Linked DNA regions of Sus scrofa: region 2 is linked to region 1. Evidence: chromatin contacts called from public HiChIP or PLAC-seq data. All regions are on one chromosome and are shown on one strand. The core of a region is the stretch at or near the end of the contact, and the rest is flanking DNA. Distances in the headings are between cores, read along the strand shown. Region 1 holds the start of TDP1 (tyrosyl-DNA phosphodiesterase 1). Region 2 holds the start of PSMC1 (proteasome 26S subunit, ATPase 1).

The links. HiChIP or PLAC-seq counts read pairs in DNA pulled down with a chosen protein or histone mark.
Region 2: a contact with region 1 is called in an H3K27ac HiChIP or PLAC-seq map of alveolar macrophages. The contact joins the promoter of PSMC1 here to the promoter of TDP1 in region 1. A contact is called at or near these places in 1 of 47 Hi-C or Micro-C datasets (liver) and 1 of 2 datasets of contacts at active chromatin or transcription factors (alveolar macrophages).

Annotation. Positions count from the first base shown.
Region 1 is chr7:111,765,161-111,769,657 of Sscrofa11.1, forward strand. TDP1 (tyrosyl-DNA phosphodiesterase 1) reads left to right here and starts at 1,934. Exons shown (of 17, transcript XM_005666389.3): 1 at 1,934-2,384; 2 at 4,344-4,448. It overlaps EFCAB11 (EF-hand calcium-binding domain-containing protein 11), which reads right to left and starts at 1,097. Exons shown (of 8, transcript XM_021099597.1): 1 at 887-1,097; 2 at 246-341. The coding sequence starts at 961.
Region 2 is chr7:112,025,440-112,029,936 of Sscrofa11.1, forward strand. It overlaps PSMC1 (proteasome 26S subunit, ATPase 1), which reads left to right and starts at 2,465. Exons shown (of 11, transcript NM_001244151.1): 1 at 2,465-2,511. The coding sequence starts at 2,509.

The DNA of each region.
Region 1 (4,497 bases), core at 684-3,183:
CAGAAGAATCTCATACTTATTATAATTAGCAGCTTGGTGGTGACTTAGTCTTAATGGATTCTAATTCATCCCTGAGTTGGGTTCCTAAGAAGAAAGAAAAATATAGCACTGGATACATCTCTGAAATTATTCAGAAGGCAGCAGTTTGCTTTATAAACATCCCAAGCTGGCCCTCCGCACATTATTTAGAATCCACCCACTACTGCATTGTCTGCCCCAGCCCCAAATACAAAAGAAAGCTCTACCTTGGAGGGCTTGTAACCAAACAGCATTACAATAGCAACTTTAAAGTCCTCTCTGCTTAGATAGCCTTTGTTATCTTCATCGCATGCTTTAAATACCTAAAGAACATTAAATATCTTTAGTTAATAAGGCAGAAACTATTTCTTCTATTATTTTTATTACTTACATATTAAGTTAGACCTCCCAAATCTAAAACTCAGCCGAGGAGTAGGGCTCAGAAATGGAATTTCATTACCTAATTTTAATTCTCAAGAAATCTTAAGGATGCGCTAAAATTTACCCGCCAAAAAGTGCAAACGACTTAATCGCTAGATTAATTCCTTTAAACCCCTGGCATAAATTCTAACCCGAAGTAAATCCTGGATTAAGGAAGGTGAGGCCAAGCGACTGGCTTTGAAAGGCGGGAGGAGAGATGCAGATTACAGGTTTATCACAAATAGACGATGTCACAAGGAAAACAAGGAACTTGGAAGTAGCTAGAACACTGGACCGGGATCCAGAAGGCTTGCAGCCCTAGGCTCAGCCATTAACCAAGACACAGTCCTTATCTGTGCAACCCGGCCGAGATAGGGCCAGGCGGGGTGATGGAAGTGAGAGCCCCAGGTCCAGTTAAAGTCCGAGACTCAGCCCTCTGGACACCTACTTCCACCCATTTCTTGTGTTCCGAAGGGCTGGCTTCCCACATCCGCGGCTGGGCCCCAGCCTGGGATAAAAACATCGCGACTGCCACACTCAAGTCCAGAGAGGTGAATCCACGACCTCCGAGGCCAGAGCCCTCTTTATCGGAGATCGCTTGCCAAGCCCACCGCAGTTCAGGAAGCTGAACTTTTCAGGGCACCTCCAACCTCTTCTCCTATTGGACATCTTGCGAGCCACCGGCGTTGATCCCGCAGTTCTATTGGCCAGAGGTTTTGTTTAATAACGTTTCCTTGGAACAGCCTATGGCGGAGAGGCTCCAGGCCGGCTTCTAGCCTTGGCTCCGCCCCTCTTGTCCCCTTAACTCTTGGCGCGCGACTGGGGACCCAGCTCAGCTAGGTAGTGTTTCAGCGTATCCTGCATGATTATTTTCATCTTCTGCCTCCATACCTTGCAGTAAATTACTTTCGATAATTTTTCTCAATGACGCTATGCTAAACATTATAGGAGACACAAAAAGAAGGTAAAAGGAGCCAATCCAAACAAGTCAAGTCCAAGATTCACGTGCAGATCAGCAAGTCATTGGGGTCGAGCCCTTCGGGGTAGCTAGTTTGTCTGTTCTGTTCTTCTGGATGACCCTAGCGCTGGAGCATAGTGCCTGGCACAAAGCAGACATTCAGTAAACGAACCAAAGTTATTCAATTCAGTCCTCTAGGAGAGGCGCCTGGTTTGAAGAAAACTCCGAGAATAATTAATAAAAAACACCATTGAGCTCAAATGCCAGAGCTAATATCCTTATCAAAGGCAAGGAATTTGGCGAGGGTTCCATTTTGCAAAGGAGTTACTTCAGCCCCCTCTCCTGGTAAATCGGTTTAATCAGATTAAAAAAACAACCCCCCCACAACACTCACACTCAAACACACACACACACACACACACACACACACACACAGAAGCAGACACGCCTGTGTCTGCGAAAAAACAGGCATTCGAGGTTGAGCCTGAGGGAGCTCATTTAACCTTTTATTTTACAGCAGGTTTTACAGTCTGCGCCCCAGGAGAGCCCGCTCCTCCCAGGACACCGGTCTCAGCCATTCCCTTCCTTGAACCTTGAGAGCCTCTCGCTGCCTTTAAAATAAACCTCTCTGCCTCGAGATCCGGCAACCTGAGGCTACGAGAATTCCTGCAGAGGGGATGAGTTTTGCTAATTAACCAACGAAGAACTGGGGGAAACACTTCTTTCTCTGTCTCCCCCTTTTAGGAGACGTGGCCGGGAAGTAAGAGGAGACCTAGGGGAGGGCAGGTCTCTCCGCCCCTTCCTGAGGAAGCCCCCTGCAACCTCTCGGGATCCAGCGGGCTTTAGGACCCGGTGGTGGACGGCCCGGAAGGGGAAGGGGCAGGGCCACGAGACCCGCGCCGCGGCCCGGAGGGTTCGAACTGCGCGCAGGCGCGAGCGGCTGCAAAGGGGCGGGGGCTCAGGCGGCTGCGCGCTCTGGGGGCTTCAGGTGCGTGTATGGAGGCTGTGGGTTCCGCGGCCTCTGGTGGGTCCCGGGTGGCTGCGGGAACCGGGCTCGTGGTTCTGCTCCTTCTGGCCTGGTGCGCGGGCAGCCGGGTTTCGCGAATTCTTCAGTGCCTGGTGGGGCTGGAGGCGGATCCCGAGGGGAGCGGAGCATCTTGTAAAGACACTAGGTAGGGTCTCCTCTTGGGCCTCGGCTTTCTCCACTAATAGTGCCTCTTTGGCGCGAGCACTTGGTCCTGCCGAGACCGGGGTCCAGCCAGCGGGAGTCCCCCTCCGCCGATTGCAATTTCAGCTTCTCCACGTAGCTGGTGGATGGTCTCGGCAGCTAGCATGTTGGGCGCTTACTCTATGCCAGGCACTTAGATTTTCTGTGTCCAGTTTCATCATAAAGGGAAACAGTCGTGTTGCGAGCGTAAAATGAGTGTATACCCAGTAAAGCGCTTCAAGCTGTGCCTGGCCCGTAGTGAGCGTCCAGAAGAGTCAGTAGCTGTCCTTATTTCCTCGACGTACCCCCGAATTAGCCTACTTCACTATACCCACCGCCTTCAGCTACCCGAGTTCCAACAGGAGGCTCATTCCTTCGACTTTTGTCTTCCTCCCAACGATTCTCGGTACAGAGTTGTACGGAATGTAGTATTTTTAAAAGGCACATTGGACCACGGTACTCCCCTGCTTATTAAAGCCCTTCAGTGAGGTCCGGCTATTCTTAGAATAAAATGCAGGATCTTTAGCTTACCCCTCACTCCTGCCTACCCTCTTCATCCTGGACCACCTACCTGTCTTCCTTGCCCAAGTCGTTCTGTTTTTGGAATTACTACAACCTTGATCTCACCGCCTAGCCTTCACAGGTTGGGTTCCCTCACTTGGAATGCTCTTCTTTCCCTCCCCTACTGTTATTTGGCTGGTTCATTTTCATTTTCCAGAGCTCACGTCAGTGTTAGAATGTTCCAAGCTAAGGGCATCTCTGTTACTCTCTCTTACCTATAAAATGTAGTGAATACCTGTAAAGATATCTTGTCTTTTGTTCATTTCTCTTTGTGTCGTCTCTTTCCCCCTGAAAAACAAGCTTTTCTAGGACAGAGACTGTTTCTATATTAACTTCTTATTCTCAGTGCTTGGCACATACTAGCTGCACAATAAATATTTGTTGAAGGAACAGGAGGTAGGTATGATACCCATTTTACGGAGGAGGAAACTGAGGTGCAGCAGTTAAGTAACCTGCCAAAGTGTTCATTTGCCATCTAGTAATGACTGGATTTAAAACTGGGGTCCGTATTTGCCCATTACTGGCCACACCTGGCCTCAGTTGACTCCCATGCCTTCCTAATAGTCAGCAAGCTCTGTAAGAAGGAGCAGCTGGAAGTGTAAGATAATGCCCTCCCTGGGTCTGGGATGGTAGAGGGAGAGGAGAAACTTGCAACTTTAAGGGGAGTATCCATTTGCATTCACGAATTTTTTTTCAGTCCCTAAACGCTCTCATGTTATGAGCTGGCATTTGGTGGGAGAATTTCTTTAGATTTTTATCCTGCTTGGCATTATAGCTTAATGCAGTGTTTGTTAACGTTGCAGTAATGTGGTTGGTTGCCTCCTTCACTTTCACATAAGCACTGCCCTGAAGACCTGAACTTTAATTTTTTTTTTCTTTTTATGGCTGCATCTGTGGCATATGGAAGTCCCCAGGCTAGGGGTCCAGTTGGAGCTGCACCTGCTGGCCTATACCACAGCGATGGCAACACCGGATCTGAGACCCATCTGTGACCTACACCACAGCTTGCCGCAACGCCAGATCCTTAACCCACTGAGCAAGGCCGGGATCAAACCCCCATTCCTCAAGGACACTATGTCAGGTTGCTAACCCACTGAGCCACAGCGGGAACTCCAAGACATAAATTTTAGCTATCATAAATGTAATGGAGTCATAAGATACCTTCTGTTCGTGTTACAGTGTTACTGGTGCCTGCAGAAGAGCCTAGAGTCTGTCCTTTGTTCAAAAGCAAGCATAGAGGCGTTTCTGCAAGCAACTTTCGCCTTGATTAAACAGGAATTGGAGGTACTTTCAGAATGTGATAATTAACGTCAGGTCCCAGTCACCCCCACTT
Region 2 (4,497 bases), core at 1,215-3,714, 260 kb after region 1:
TTATTTTCCAACCATAGAGATGGTCCCCTTTATCCATTTTGCTCTCCCCAGCCCCCATCCCTTCCCCTCTCATAACCATTACTCTGTATTTACATGTTTGTTTTTGTTTGGTTTCATTTGCTCATTTATCTTGTTTTTGTTTATTAGCTTTCTATATTCCACATATGAGTGAAATCATACAGTATTTGTCTTTCTCCCTCTGACTTGCTTCACTTAGCATAATACCCTCAGGGTTTACCCATGTTGTCACAAATGGCAAGATTTCATCTTTTTTTTTTTATGGCCGAGTAGAATCCCCTTATATAAGTATATGTATGCGAATCACACCTTCTTTCTCTATTCATCCATGGATGAACCCTTAGGTTGCTTCCATATCTTGGCTATTGCAAATAATGCTGCAATGATCATGGGAGTGCAGATATTTTTGCAGATTAGTGTTTTTGTTTCCTGAATAAACACCTGGAAGTGTGACAGCTGGATCACATGGTAGTTTTAGCCTTAATTTGTTAAGGAATCTCTATACTATTCTCCACAGTGGCTGCATCCATTTACATTCTCACCAGCAATGCATGAGGGTTCCTTTTTCTCCACATCTTCGCCAACACTTATTATCTCTTGTCTTTTTGATAATGACCATTCTGACAGGTGTGAGGTGATATCTCATTGAGGTTTAATTGGTTGTTTGGTTGTCGAGTTGTATGAGTTCTTTATATATTTTGGATATTAATCCCTTAAGGGGAGAAGAATTTTCAGTGATAAAGATGAACCTGTGTACCTAAATTCCAAATGGATGTTAGATATCAAGCTATCAAGCTAGATTTCCCTAGTAGATAGTGAAATGTCAAGACTTTCAATGTGCAGACATATGGATCCTTTGCAGCTATTTAAACTTACAATGAAATTTAGATGCCAACTTAGAAACGTGTCACAGAATACATGGTTTTGCAAAATGTTTTGGAGGACACGGGGAGGAAAACATGTTTGAAGTTTCCTGCACCAATAGATTATAAATTTTCTGAGGGATATGTGACCATCTGATACATGCACAGAATGGGGAAGCCAGAAGCAATCTGTGTATTAAAAATAATGCTACTGATAATTGTATCCTATGCTTAGAATTCTAAGTACTTTAGTCCTCAAACAAGGACTCCAAGAGGGAGGAACTGTTAAGGTCTCTATTTCACAGATGGCAAATCTGAGGCACAAAGGGGGTTAAATAGCTTACTAAGACCACACAGCTCTGAGGCCAGAAAGGAGACCTGAAGCGGAGGCCAACACTCTTAACCAATGGGTTGATTGCCTATTTAATTGCTCTTCTTTTTTAAATCAAAAATTAGTATCTTGTGAAGAGGCATTCCAACAGGCTGATTTCTTCCATACACTGATGGCTGTCAGCTGGATGGAGACTATTGAGAGGGTCAGTGCTGGGGAGAAAAGAGGGGGATGAGTTTGCTATGCCTTAAGAAGTCCTTCTTGGCGAATATCTAGCCGAATAACTTCTTAAGCCTTGACTGTTAGCCTATGTTCTTTGAATGTGACGCCATTTCAGGGACACTGCACCTCTTCACCTTTCACACAGATTGCCTAGACATTTTGTTCAACTCAGAAATCGCTTTCAACATCCATAAAGGGAGAGTGGCCCCGCCCCCTAACCTAGTCTATCATTTCATGTATCATATAGATGCCAGAATTGTTAGTGGAGACTGACAGTGTCAAGACTTTCTATTACAATATCTTAATGAGGAGGAAACAGACTAATTTCCTGCTGTGCATTAGGGAAATATTTTTAGTGCTTCAAAATTAAAATGCCTGAATTAATCTGGGTGTGTGTGTGCGTGGTATCCATCTCTTCAGTTCAGCAAGATGCAGAATCTTGAGCACCTGTTAGGGCAGTTTCCAAAGGTTGAAAGAATGCTTGCCATCTTTCTGATGTCTTGATGGACGTAACAAACAATGAACTTTACAAACTGGGCGCAAGATAAGGACTTTTGAGACAAGATTTAGCACCATCGCAAGTTAGAATTCATCAGAAAATAGACACACAGATGATTCCTGAGACCAAGAAGTACTCTCAGACGAGCAGCTTAATTCCAGAGACCAAATTAGAACTTAAATGTTGGTGCAAAAGTGTATGTCAGCTTCGCGGTTTCAAATGCCATTCCAGTTCTTGAAGCAGTAAAGTTTTTCTCAGTTTGATTTTTGCCATATTTTAAAGATTTTCACAATTGTCTTAGTTTCTTGACAGTTGAGGTCATTGTCTTAGGTTGTTAACAACAACCTAATAACTGCGATTTTAAAGCTTTTTCAAGTTAAATATTCATAAGGCTCACATCTCACAAGTTAGTACATCACTGCCCCACCCGCCCGCACTAGCCCTTAGTGTGTGACTTCGTCCGTAAGGGATTTGGTTCCTATCGGGCTTCCGTAGCGTCCCTCTCAACTTCCGCTCCTGACGGCCCGCCCCGGCAGTGCACTTCCGGCAGCAGCGGCTCGAGCGGCCAAAGCAAGATGGTGAGTGACTAAGGGTTTCGACTGGTGGTGGCGGTGTGACAGGATCAGGGCGACTCGAGGCGAGAGAACTAGGCGGCTGGTGGAGGCACTCGGTTAGCCCGTTCCCCTGCCCGCCGGTCCGGCCTCCGCGGGGGCTGAGGCTCCTGGAGGCAGTGTTCAGGTCCACCACGGGCCGGGGCCAACGAGCGGGCCTTTCCCCGGGGTCCTGGGGCCGGGGTTCCGCCCGGAGTGTCCGCCAGACGGCCCACAGGGGCGGCGGAGAGGGTCGGGTCGGGTCCCGCGGCTTTGCCCCTCCACGGGCTGGGGCTCTGCTGACTAGTACGGGTAGTGTCAGCGGGAGCCTCTTGAAGTGATTGGGGCCAGTGCTCTCGGAGCCGCCCGGGTGGAGGGATGTGCGACTAGAGCGAAGGAGGGATTCGCGTCAGCTGAAGAGTGGGAGCGCAGTCGTGGGAGAAACCCGGAGTGGGGGCATTTGAGGGAGGCCTTACGACGCTTTTCTAACAGGTGGAGCTCGGCGGGAAAGGCCCCTTAGTGCATTAGTAATAATAAAAACAGCTAGCATTTTTGTTAGTTCACGAATTGATGCTGGTGATACAGGGAATGAGCATAACTGACCCAGTCTCTGCCTCATGGAGCTTGCATTCTAGAGAAGGCAGACAAAAAATAGAGGAATAAATGTGTGATAGGATGTGGGGGCGGGATAGAGCCAGATGGGCGGTCGTTGCTTGTGGCTGTTATGTAGAAGGGGTAGAATGGGGAGAGCTGGCTGTTTTCCATGGGGTATCAGCGAGTCCCAGTGAGGATGTGAGATTTGAGCGGAGATCTAAATAAAATGAGGGAGTAGCCTATGCAGATATCTGAGGGGAACTGATCCAGGCAGAAGGAACAGCGAGTGCAAAGGGCCTGACTGAGATGGGAATATGTTTAGCCTGTATGGTCAACAGTAAGAAGTCCTGACCACATAGTCTTGTAGGTCTTAGAAGGATTTGGGGAGGTAACAATATTCTAAGTATGATAATTACGTGGCAGGTACTTTTCCAGCATTTGCTCATTATTCTTCTCAACAGTCCCTTAAGGTAATTGTTATTATTGTCCTCAGTTTACCATGGAGGAAACTTTGAGTAGGAAGCCATCCTAGAACACAAACCCTGTAGGTCTTTGCTGTGATGTACTGAATATCCATGCAGTAGAAAAGCACAGATATTGGAGTTCCCGTCGTGGCTCAGCAGTAGAAAACCCCACTTTATCTAGGAGGACGCGGGTTCTATCCCTGGCCTCACTTGGTGGGTTGAGGATGCGGTGTTGCTGTGAACTGTGGTATAGGTCACAGATGTGGCTTGGATCGAGTGTGGCTGTGGCCGGTAGCTACAGCTCCGATTCAACCCCTAGCCTGGGAACTTACATAAGCTGCAAGTGTGGCCCTAAAAAGACTGGGGGGGAAAAAAAGAAGAAAGAAAAACACAGGTATTGGTGTCTGGTGGGCTTGGGTGTGATTCCTGGCTACCTCTCTGATCAGCTTTGTAACAGTAGGCAAGTCACTTAACCTCTCTGAGCCTTAGTTTCCTTATCTGTAAACAAGGGGTAATGATAGTATTGACTTCATAGCGTCTGTAAGGATAAAACAGTCTGTTTAGCGCACTGCATATAGTGCCTGCTTGTTATTATTTGAGGCTGAGAAACATGTACAATGCCCTAGACATAAAGAATTTTGGGACCCGCTCAGGAAGACATCCTCTGGTGGGGCCAGACTTGGGGGATCATAGGAAAGATAGATGAACCTGGGAAAGGTTAGTTGTAGCCAGTTTGACCAGAGCCAGGCATACCAAGCTTAAGAGTTTGGACATTACACTGTAAATGCTAGGGAGCAATTGAAGGTTCTTGAGATTTATAGGATTGGCTCTTTGTTTTAGAAGGTGGTAGCTGGACTGGTGAGGGAAGAAACTAGACCTGAAAATCTGTTGGGAGACCAGAGCCCAGATAAGATAT